2 separate regions of the Mus musculus genome follow, and region 1 is linked to region 2. Evidence: chromatin contacts called from public ChIA-PET data. All regions are on one chromosome and are shown on one strand. Each heading gives the region's core, a stretch centred on a gene start, on an enhancer-like site or on the middle of the called end of the contact. The rest is flanking DNA. Distances are from core to core; before and after follow the strand shown. Region 1 overlaps Galnt7 (polypeptide N-acetylgalactosaminyltransferase 7). Region 2 has its middle 24 kb from the start of Gm34099.

What was found. ChIA-PET counts read pairs in DNA pulled down with a chosen protein or histone mark.
Region 1: an RNA polymerase II ChIA-PET map of memory CD8 T cells shows a contact between it and region 2, with 9 read pairs. The contact joins two enhancer-like sites. A contact is called at or near these places in 10 of 484 Hi-C or Micro-C datasets (CD8 T cells, the MNK3 cell line, the N1E-115 cell line and 5 more) and 2 of 115 datasets of contacts at active chromatin or transcription factors (bone marrow-derived macrophages and memory CD8 T cells).

Annotation. Positions count from the first base shown.
Region 1 is chr8:57,634,531-57,639,998 of GRCm38.p6, reverse strand. All of the region lies in intron 1 of Galnt7 (polypeptide N-acetylgalactosaminyltransferase 7), which reads left to right. Among named protein-coding and RNA genes, the nearest start is that of AW046200, 14 kb to the left of the region's middle. Within about 2 kb of position 2,193, at least 29 of the 459 cell types and tissues checked have an H3K27ac peak or open chromatin away from gene starts, as enhancers often do. A contact at or near this core is called in CD8 T cells, Th2 cells, memory CD8 T cells and 1 more, where this site is marked.
Region 2 is chr8:57,424,365-57,429,650 of GRCm38.p6, reverse strand. No RefSeq gene overlaps it. Among named protein-coding and RNA genes, the nearest start is that of Gm34099, 24 kb to the right of the region's middle. Within about 2 kb of position 1,835, at least 64 of the 459 cell types and tissues checked have an H3K27ac peak or open chromatin away from gene starts, as enhancers often do. A contact at or near this core is called in CD8 T cells, Th2 cells, memory CD8 T cells and 1 more, where this site is marked.

The DNA of each region.
Region 1 (5,468 bases), core at 944-3,443, 210 kb before region 2:
AGAGGAAAGTCTAAGGCCAGTATCTATCTGAGAAGGTTGGAGGAAGATGTTTATGTTGTAGCTGGCAGTTAAATTTGCCTACAGTGCAGATAAATGATGGTGGTAAAGGAAAAGTAACATGTTTAGCAAGGAACCTTCTAAAATCCTCTCTTCTAAAAGAAGGTGGCTTTTAAATATTAGTATTTTAAAGAAATAAATTTTTTGCGTGAACCGATAACGCCTCTTCTTCTTGTAGCCAACATTTAGACTCAAAACACAGCACACGTAACCTTTGCATCTTAAAATAAATGCAGGGTTCATGAAGGCAGAGTCTGGTTTTGAAGGACAGTATCAATGTACAGAGACAAATATGCCACACCCTTTCACAGACATCAATGCCCCAAGTATGGAATATCAGGCTTATATATTTATATGCCCTGTGGTGGTTCTCGGGTTGTTTGGGTTTTTTCCAGTGCTATACTTGAAAATTGGAAAAGATTTCAATAAACACAGGTTCATTTTGTTTTCCATTAATTACTATCACAGAAACAATGCAAGCTATTCCCCTGACTCCGCGGAAGAAAATCCCAGCCAGAGTCTAATGAATAGATTCACTGTAGTACAATCATGGTTCATAAGAGACGGTTATATTATTCCTGACTTCTATTCAATTAACTGGTTACACTAAGGAAAAAAAGGGAAGGCTCGAATCTTCCTTATAGGGCTGGGGAAATGGTTCAGTGGGGAAAGGGCTTGCTGTGCAGTCAGGAGGCTCCGAGTTTGAATTCCCAGATCCCTGGAAAGCCAAGCGCCATAGAGCCCACGTCATTTCTTAATCCCATGTCCCTTAGGGTGAGAAGGCAAGGCTGCAGAAGCAAGAGCCAGCCAGCAGGAGACTGGCTCAAACCAGGTGGAAGGCAAGGACTGACACCTGATCCTGTCCTGACCCCCATGTGCCCTCCATTTGGTGAGGCAGGCGCTCTCTCTCTCTCTCTCTCTCTCTCTCTCTCTCTCTCCCTCTTCCTACTCCTCCACCTACACACACACACATACACAGACACACACACGTATATGTATATAGGCAGTAATCACATTCTAAAGAGCAAGCGAATGGCTTGAAGCATTCTGATTTACATCCACTTTTAGCTTGCCTAACCGGCACTTGCATTTAAAAGGAAGTATGTCTCATGTATGTCAAAAGACCTGATAAAATACAGAAAGTGTGGAAGGTGGGTTTTATAAATAGTGATAAGACATAAATCCTTTTTTTGAGATATAGCAAAGATAATATGTATTTATTCAGTGTAGTTTTTGTTTTCGAATGGATTGAAATACCTTCCCTGTTGGTGCCTTGGTATTCATGAGAAGAACTGCCATTTGGTTAGCGAGCTACTTCTTTGTTCCCCTCCTTTGATAGAAGATTTGATTCTCTTGATTATGAAGCCTGCCCTTGAGTGGTTGGTCAGTTTCTTTGGGTCACAGTGGGTGTAAAATGTGAGAAAGATTCTTTCGAGGGCCAGCACGTAGTGGAGGTGTGCAGTGTACGAGGTAGAATGTCCAGACCTGCCATCCCGGCACAGTGTGCCTCTGAGTTTGGAGCCTAGCTAGCTTGCTTACAGTGGCCAGACATGGACACAGAGAAGTACATTTTCTGAATATATCCAGTTCTGTCTCTGTCTCTCTCTGTCTCCCTGATTCTTTTTAATTGAAGATAGCTGAACCTTATAACTCTGCTCATGAACCAGTGCTAATGAGAGAACGAAATTCATTTCTAAAATTGAAGATAATGAACCTTTTAAAGTTTTGCTGTATGTTATCTCTGCATTCCCTCCACGTTCTAGTGCTCGCTCATGCCCCACTTAAAACACACACACACACACACACACACACACACACACACACACCAATAGTTTTCAGAGGCCTCTTCATCCTGTGAAAACCACAGTTGTGTGAGGAGGGGTGGAGTCCAGCCATGACTATGAATCGGCGAAAGGTCGGAGGCGGATTATTTTTTTTTTTCCTACACAAATCCTTTTTGTCAAAGAACTGTAGATTTTCCTGGGTTGACAAGGGTATAATTTTAAACCGCCTCACATATGCAGCAATGAAAATCAAATCAAATTTAAATTTCTAAATAGACTGTCTTCCTGATAACATCCTTTAAGACTGACTTAGAATAGTAGCGCTGTAACTTTGAAGCCTTGGCGCTCTGGAAGCTGAGCACCGCTGTTGAGTTGGCTTCTCTTCCTGCCAGCGCCCCACCCCCAGCCCCTGTCGACTCTTAGGTCCATTTGCCACTGTTTTTCTTAGTAGCTGTATCTTAAAGAGTACAGAAAGATTGGAGAATACAGCGTCTTATTAAGTCAAGTTCCTGGTTCACTTCTCCTGTTTTCCAGTTTAGGTATTTATCGGAGCCACTTCTTTTGCAGACCCATGAGTCAGTACTGAAATCCAGTCTTTACTTAGGATATTGCATATATACATTTAAACACGTATTGGGTGTAGACACCCTGAAAATGCCAACTAAAACAAAACCGTGCCACTCCAGTTTGAGGTGAAGCAAAGCACAAAAGAAATGTCCTGCCCTTGACAGAAGCCACTGTGGCCTTACCTGTGGGTCAGTTGATTCAATTCTCCTCGCTGCCTTGTGAACATGCGAGCTGTGTGCACAGCCCTGTTTCCCAGTATGTGATGGGTGAGTGGTGTGGTCAGTAGCGTCTGGGATCCGGAAAGGACAATCCCCTGGATGTTTAACTTACTATTAAGGGTACAGACCAGTGTCTCCAAAGAAAACTAGTGAAGTTCATTTTAGGGAGTGTAAGCATTCAGGTAAAGTATGATGGAGGATTTTTGGTTGCTGTAGTTAGTTCATTGACAGAAATCCCTGATCTTATAAAACTTTGTTCTATATTCATTTGACTTCTCTACTACTGTGAAATGCTTCCAGTTCCAGACAGTCTAATGATTTAAATGCACTTGATATTCAGCCAAAGGGACCTACAGCTCAGGAATACTAAATTTATAATGTTGAGCGAGTTACCAGGATGTGTGGTGGAGGCTCAGTCTTTGCTGCCGGGCAAAGTCTTGTCGTTCCCCTGAGTAAGCCTCACAGCCGACTGGCCTCAGGTTTTCTGCTCTGTGAACTGTACTAGTTTCTCTTATGGGAACTGGATGCTATTCGATCAAGAGCGACGAGCTCTGCTGAGGTTCCGCAGACATAGCAAGGTCATGGTTGAGAGCCACGTGACATTCTGGCACCTCTCTTGTCACCGTTTGGCTGAGATTTTGAAAAACTCAGCCACGTTTGTAAGTAGATCAAGCCATTCATTCCTCGGGCGGTTACATTCAACTCTTTGATTAGGGACTAGGGTAGGACGTGGAGAATGGGCTCTCAGTCTTGGGCAGGGAATGAGTGCCATTCCAAAGCAGAGGAGCCTTTGTGGCACAGCACTAAGTGCTGCTCCATGCCAGTCATTTGGTCTTTGTTGTTGCCTTGCTATCTTATTTCCTGCAGTTAGACCCGACTCTGTAGCTAAGGCTGGCCTGGAACTTCTTATCATCCTGTCTGAGCCTCCCACTGTATCCTAGGATGTCAAGGACTTGTCATCACAGCCAGCCTTAGGACAGTCATTTGGAAGGGAACTAGAGTGTAGGAAAGTGGGGGGTGGGGAAGGGTCTACTAGTCGTGCATATTTTTTTTTCTCTTAAAAATGATTGGGTCAGTGACTAGGAAGGTTAGCCCTCACAAATATTAAATATGGTGATGAAATTATTTGCATTTAGTTTTCCTTACAAACTGACAGCAGGTAGATTAAGAACATAAAGGCTGATGTCCTGTAGTTAAGCAGACACGGACACTCACAGAGTTAAAATGTGGCACAGCCACTGCTAATAACTTTATCAGCTTATCCTCATCCTTTATCATCTCTGAGCTTGCTTTCCCATCTACAAAGAAGAAGAAAAATTCACTTTATAGCAAGGTCCTGATGTTTTATTAGTGGGTTTACCAGAACCTCCAAGACAGGACTTACAGGATTTAACAATTTTACATAGGCTGTATTTCCTTTCAACAGCTTCTCTTCCTCCTCTTTCTCTCCTCCCCTTCTCCCTCCTCTTCTCTCCTTTCTTCTTTTCCTCTCCTTTCCCTCCCTCCCCTCCCTTTTTCTTTCTCTCTTTCTCTTTCTTTCTTTCTTTGTGTGTGGGCTTTCCTAGAACCCAGGCTGGCCTCACCGTGTAGAAGATACAGACCTTGAGCTCTTCATCTTCCTGCCTCTGCTACCTCCTAAGATTAGGCACCCCCAAGCCCGTCCTTCGTCCCTTTTGCTTCCTTCTTTTGCAAGAGGAATAATTTGTACAGAGGTTCAGGGGAAAATAGTAACGTTTTTAAAGTCAATGTAAAGTCATTCTTTTACATTTTAAGTAAAAGGAAGCTGAATATTGCCTTCTGTGCTAGACCTTTGCCTTAAAGTAGCTATGGCCTTCAGTGATGCAGGGTTCCAAAATGAGGAAAGAGTGAAAAACTACTTTTTATTTTTAGATGGATGTTTTTCAGAAGTAAACTTTGTTTATTGCTGAAAGCAAGCAAAAAACTAGAAGTCACCTGTCTAACTATCCAAAGATAGATAGCTCTGGGTTACCTTCCCTGCACAGTTACCAACATATATCACAGTATATAAACTGCTTTATGGACTGCCTGTAGAGAGTTTCATGGTAGAAATGTTTTAATTTGGGCCATGTATTCTTTCTTAAACTAAGCCTTTAAATATCAGCTGAGTATTGAGGTGCTTTGAAAGGAAGAAGGCACTGGAGAGGAAGAAAGAGAAAGAAGGTTGGACAGAGGGGAGAGGAAGGAAGAAAAAAGAAAGACCTGGGTGTTAGAATTCCTCAGACTGAACTGTGCTGAGTGTACCATGTTTGAAAATTATTTTCACCCACCCCTCTAAAAAGTACTTAGGCAGGACTCTAGATTGTATAGGACTCGAAGGGTTTCTAAGACTTTCTAGAACTCGGTGCTTCCTGACCACACCAACAATCAGCCAGGCAAAGGAAAGGAGACGGGATCAAAGGAGAACTGGGCGATCCTTGTTGTATGGAAGTCACTGACTCAGGTTCTCTTCCTACCTTTTCACCCAACCATAGACCACGCTGAACTGTGACTTGGGGTCCTTGGAACTCTGAGAAGCTTGGTGCTGAGATTGGAGTGCTCAGTTATGAGACCACGGATGTGACTTTCTTCTTTATTTAGTCTGATTCTCATCGCCCCTCCTTCCTTTCTGTTGAGTTAACCTCAACTACTGGGATTTTATGAACCATTTTTCTCTACAGTGTGAGTATTTAGAAACAAAACTAGTGCCATGCTACACGGCTCTGTCTTCAAAATCTTATCTATCTATCTATCTATCTATCTATCTATCTATCATCTATCTATCTATCTATCTATCTATCTATCTATCTATCTATCTATCTATCTATCTATGTCTTTATCTAGC
Region 2 (5,286 bases), core at 586-3,085:
ACCTTGGGCTCAGAAGGAAAGCGATTTCCAAGTTTCAAAGACAAACTTTAGAAATTCCGGTCACTCACCAGGCTTCTTGGGCCCTCCCTTTTGATGCAAGGTCATAAAGACTCAGGTTCTCACCTTGGTTTATGCTGTTGTTTGTTTTTTTTTACTTTATTTTATTTTTTTATTACAGGCTGTAGTTCTGCTTTATAAAGGAACAGGAAGTGAAAATAACCTTGGAATTCCAATCTTAAGTTGTTGTCGAGCGCCACCTGCTGTTTGTACTGAAAAGCAGCTTTAGAGGCGGGAAATATGCCTTTAATAAATACTTTAACCTATTGGCTATGTTTTACCACGGGAAAGAACCACGGCGGTGTTTTAGACAGCTGTCTGATTTTATGCAGGACTCAAGTCGTAGTAAAATAGCTCAAGAACAGTAGCTTACGCTATATTTCTTGAATTTCAGGTCCCGACTGTTCTTTAAGCCTACAAAAGAATTGAGTCGAAGTGAATTTCTGAAGAATATCCTTGTCCTTACTGCTGTTTCACAGGTGGACAAATAACATTTCCTGGACAGCCAACTGCTTTTTCCCCTGTATCTACACAGGATCTGTTTACTCTATGTGTCTCTTGACATGTGTGAATTGCAGTATAAATAATTTGCTACTGGTAATCGGCACAGATCATGAAAATTGCAAGGCAGGGGGTGACTCATTCAATTTTTATTGAATTATTGATTCTAAATTATTCATCCTCCCCAGCCTTTGCTCCCCTTTCCTGTGTATGCAAAAGACATACTTCTGGGCTTCCAATAGCTTCTTTGTCTTGACCAATGGGGCTTTCTTTGGTCAGTAGGGTGTGCTTTGAATGAATATGTGCCTGAGTGACTTCAATTAGGTCTGCCTTACCACTGACGGTCTCTACCAAAGCACAAAGCCTCCTCCCTCAGCTCCAGCTCCTGGAAGATGACATGGGTCACTGAACTAATCCCTAACAGAGGAGTTGAGCTTATCAGTCACAGCTGACCTATCTATGGTCAGCTCATGAGATGAATAGATGTTTTTTGTGTCTTTTAAATATTGTTGCTTGAGATCTTATTTTATTTATTTTACATGTATGGGTGTTTTGCCTGCATGCGTGTCTGGGCATCATCTGCGTGCAGTGCCCGAGGAAGGCAAAAGAGGGACCAGATCACCTGGAACTGGAGGTTGTTGGCTGATTGGGTTGGGTCTGGGAACTGAACCCAGATCTTCTGGAAAGGCAACCAGTGAGCCATCTCTGCAGTCCCTACACCTTTGTTTTTAATGTTTTCCAGCCACTTCTATTTTTCTAATGTTTAAAAGGCTTTAAATGTGGTAAAAATGTATACACATAAAAATCTATCATCTTATCAATTTTTAAGCGTACAGCTTGGTGCAAAATGCATTTATCTTGTGCACCCATCGCCACCGAATTTTCTTATCATTTCATCCTGTGACACGGAAATTCTGTATGCATTGAACAGAAACTTCCTGTTTCTCCTCACCTCTAGCACCTTTGGGGCACCGTCTTCATCACGACGGCCTCTATCAATGTAACGGTTCTCACGCCGTGACTTACATAGCCGTTCTCTTCTTGTGATTGATTTGTCTAGTGCAATGTCCTCTAAGTTCCTTCATACTGTTGTATATTTGATGTAGAATCATACTGTGCTGTGTATCTACTGTGTTTTGTGTATGCTTTCACATGTAGGTTGTTTCCTCCTGTGAGTAACTCTCAGCAACATTGCTGTGAGCCTAGCTATGCAGAACTCACTTCAAGTCCCCGCTTCCGATTCCATCGAGAGATGGGATTGCCAGATCATATGGTAACTCTGTTCTTATGTTGGTGCTTTCTACAACAGCTCGTCTCCCACCAGCAAAGCTCACCACATCCTTACTGACCCATTATGTGTTTCTTTTATGAGTCATCTTGATGCCTGGGAGGTGCTATCTCAATGTGGTTTTGTACAAACGTTTGCTTTTTAAGCTACGGAGGACTTGGGACTTTTTGTTTGTTTGTTTTATGTTCTTTGCTGTTGTCGATGATATTTTGTTTTGTTTTGGTTGTTTTCTGTGACGAAGGCTGACAGAGTTGGAACACAAGTCTGGCTGATTCCAAAACCTGCAGAAACTACCAGAGAAAAAGGGTATTGCCTCTAGAATGTGTTATTTAATTAATTTGTGATATGGGGAAAAAGAAGAGAGGGGGAGAAGGGAAGTGGTGGGGGAAGGGGGACCGGGAAAGGGAGAAACGGGAGGGAGAGGGGGAGGCAGGGGGAGGGAGATCACATTGTTAAGATTGTTACTCCCTCATTCTCTTTATGGCCCTTCTTTTTATCTTTGTAAAAATCACATATTAAGTCAAATGTAGTGGTGCATGCTTGTAGTCCCAGCTCTTGGGGGTGCAGGTGGGGGAATCAGAAATTCAGGGACAGCCTGGGTTACATGACATCCCGTCTCAAAGAAACCAAAAATAAAGTGTATGAAGCACTTTCTACCCTCTAATATAGTAGGACAGTGGTTCTCAACTTTGCTAATGCTGGTGACCCTTTAATACAGTTACTCATGTTGTGGTGACCCCCCCAACCAGAAAATTATTTTCATTGCTACTTCATAAGTGTAATTTTGCTACTGTTATGTATCATAATATAAATCTCTGATATGCAGGATATCTGATATTTGACCCCACACACACAGGATAGAGAACAGCTGTACTTGGCATTAAGCTTTTTAATGTTTGCAGCATGTTTCTCCTAGCAAATTTTAAGATAGAAAACATTTTTCCACTATAATCCCTATTTATAAAATGTGAGAGATAAAAAGTATTCATAATAAATTATTTATCTATCTATCTATCTATCTATCTATCTATCTATCTATCTATCTATTTATTTTTGATACAAAGCATTTAAGTGAATACACGAGGGGGCACTACCTGGGGAAAGAGGGGAACCATCCAGGGAGGGGCCAGGAATATGGGTCATGTCATTGTGGGAGGGGAGTAATTAAGTACAAAGTACACTGACATGTATATTTTAAAATATCACAATGAAACTATGCATGTTATGAACTATGTATGCTAACCTAAGACGAATAGATATCAAAAGAAAAATTTTTTAAATTAAAAATGATCGAATGGGGCTGGTGAGATAGCTCAACGGGTAAGAGCACTGACTGCCCTTCTGAAGGTCCTGAGTTCAAATCCCAGCAACCACGTGGTGGCTCACAACCACCTGTAATGAAATCTAATGCCCTCTTCTGGTGTGCCTGAAGACAGCAACAGTGTATCTATAATAATACACAAATCTTTAAAAAAAAAAAAAAAAAAGACTGAATGAAATAAAAGACCATTTCTGGATGCTTGCTGTGGTATTTTAATAACGTGGCCAGTAGAGGTCAGAGCTGAGTTTTAAAACATTGTCGATGGCAAATCATTTCATATCTGTGTTTACACAAGAGTCTGTTCATTCTAGGTGTCTCTTGATCTGTATGGACTGGGCAGTCACAATTGGCATGGATCATGAAAGGCATTACCTGGCAACAGATACCTCAAATTGGCTTCCCCTCTATACATGACCTGGTCTTGGAACTCAAGTAGAAAAGAAAGAAAGAAGGAAGGAAGAAAGGAAGGAAGGAAGGAAGGAAGGAAGGAAGGAGATATAAATTTTATTTCTGTAAGCTGGACTAGAAATAGACTTTAAGGCTATCCACAATTGTATAAATTATTGCTCATAAATAAAAGTTATATTCAATAAAACAACCAGAGGAGGCAATAAGTAATTGTAAAGCTATTTACCTATCTTAGCAAACATTTCCTACCCAAGTTTGTGCATGTGTGACTCTGTGTGGATATAACAGACTTGGTGGTTAATATTGGTTGTTAGCTTGCCCAGATGTAGACTTACCTAGGAGACATACCTTTGGCCGTGTCTATGAGGGTGTTTGCAGAGAGCTTCAACTGAGATAGGTTAATCTGCTTGCAAACTGGGGGTACCATTCCATAGGCTCATGCCCAGGACTGAATAAAAAGGAGGGAGTGTGTAGGTCACCAGTGTCCATTGTGCCTTGCCTTGGGCTGTAACCATCTGTCTCAGGCTCCTGCCACTATGCCTACATGTCATGATAGACTGTATGTAACCTTGAGCCAAAATAAATCACTCCTTCCACGGGTTATTATTTGTTAGTTTGTTGTTATTGTTTATTAGTTTAGATTTTGTTTTTTGGTCTTGGTAATAAACAACAGTAGTTAATATATCTTGTTAACACTAGAATACTTCACTGACATTTTTCTCTTCCTTTTTACAACAACAGTAAAATAAATGGTGAACCGAGGGTCACAGCCCACGACTCTGTCTAGAGTGTGGCTTGTTCACACTGGCTTGGTAGCTTGTGACTAAATGTCATAATGTGTAACAATGGAAAAGGTGGGCCCTAAGAAGTAATGACAACGGATCAGAAACAGGTCCTGTTCTTTTGATTGCATGTTTGTTTGCATGATCAATGAGTTCAAGGGTAATTCTTTGAGAAATAAAAGGAAATTTGCTTTTGCTTATGGCTTCCCACATACAAGGTCCTGTGGTGTGTGTGTTTGCACACCATCTCACTCCTTGAAGTGAACAATGTTGCAACAGCGTGGATGGTAAGTTCATGGAAACTGACTGACTGTTGAATGACTGAGCAAGTGAAGCATTCTTAGGGAGGGGGATTTGGTTTTGCTTTGAAGACATTGATACATTGCAGTTTCTAGATAGAAATAAATCCAATTTAACTTCAAGATTTGAGTAAATTTATTCTCAATGATTATTATTATTGTTATTGTTATTGTTATTCAGATGTCCTTTTGGGGAGACATTAAAACATCTTCCCTACTGAGGAATACTGATTTGTGTGGAGAGGTAAATCAAGAGAATTGTTAATTCTGTATCTCTGGAAAGTGGTCTTTCCCTTCGACACACACAACAATTATAGAATTCCTCCTTTTCCCACTTCATGGCCATTTTTAACTTATCGGGAACGTTATCTGTGGTGCCCAGTCGTGCAGGAGGGATGCCACCACTGAGTGTCACGCAGGCTGTAGCTGGCACTGTGGATAAACGAAGCAGCCCAAGAATCGTAATAGCTTGCTTACTCCTGCTGTGCCTCAGTGGATGGTGGGGCCTCAAGCTAGGAGGACTTTTTGTATTGGAACGTTAGAGGTGTTGGGTTCAGCTTAGTGTTTCTTGCAAACCAGAGAACATAGATTTTGTTCAAGAAATGTAGTCGTTGCCAAGAAAATGTAAGG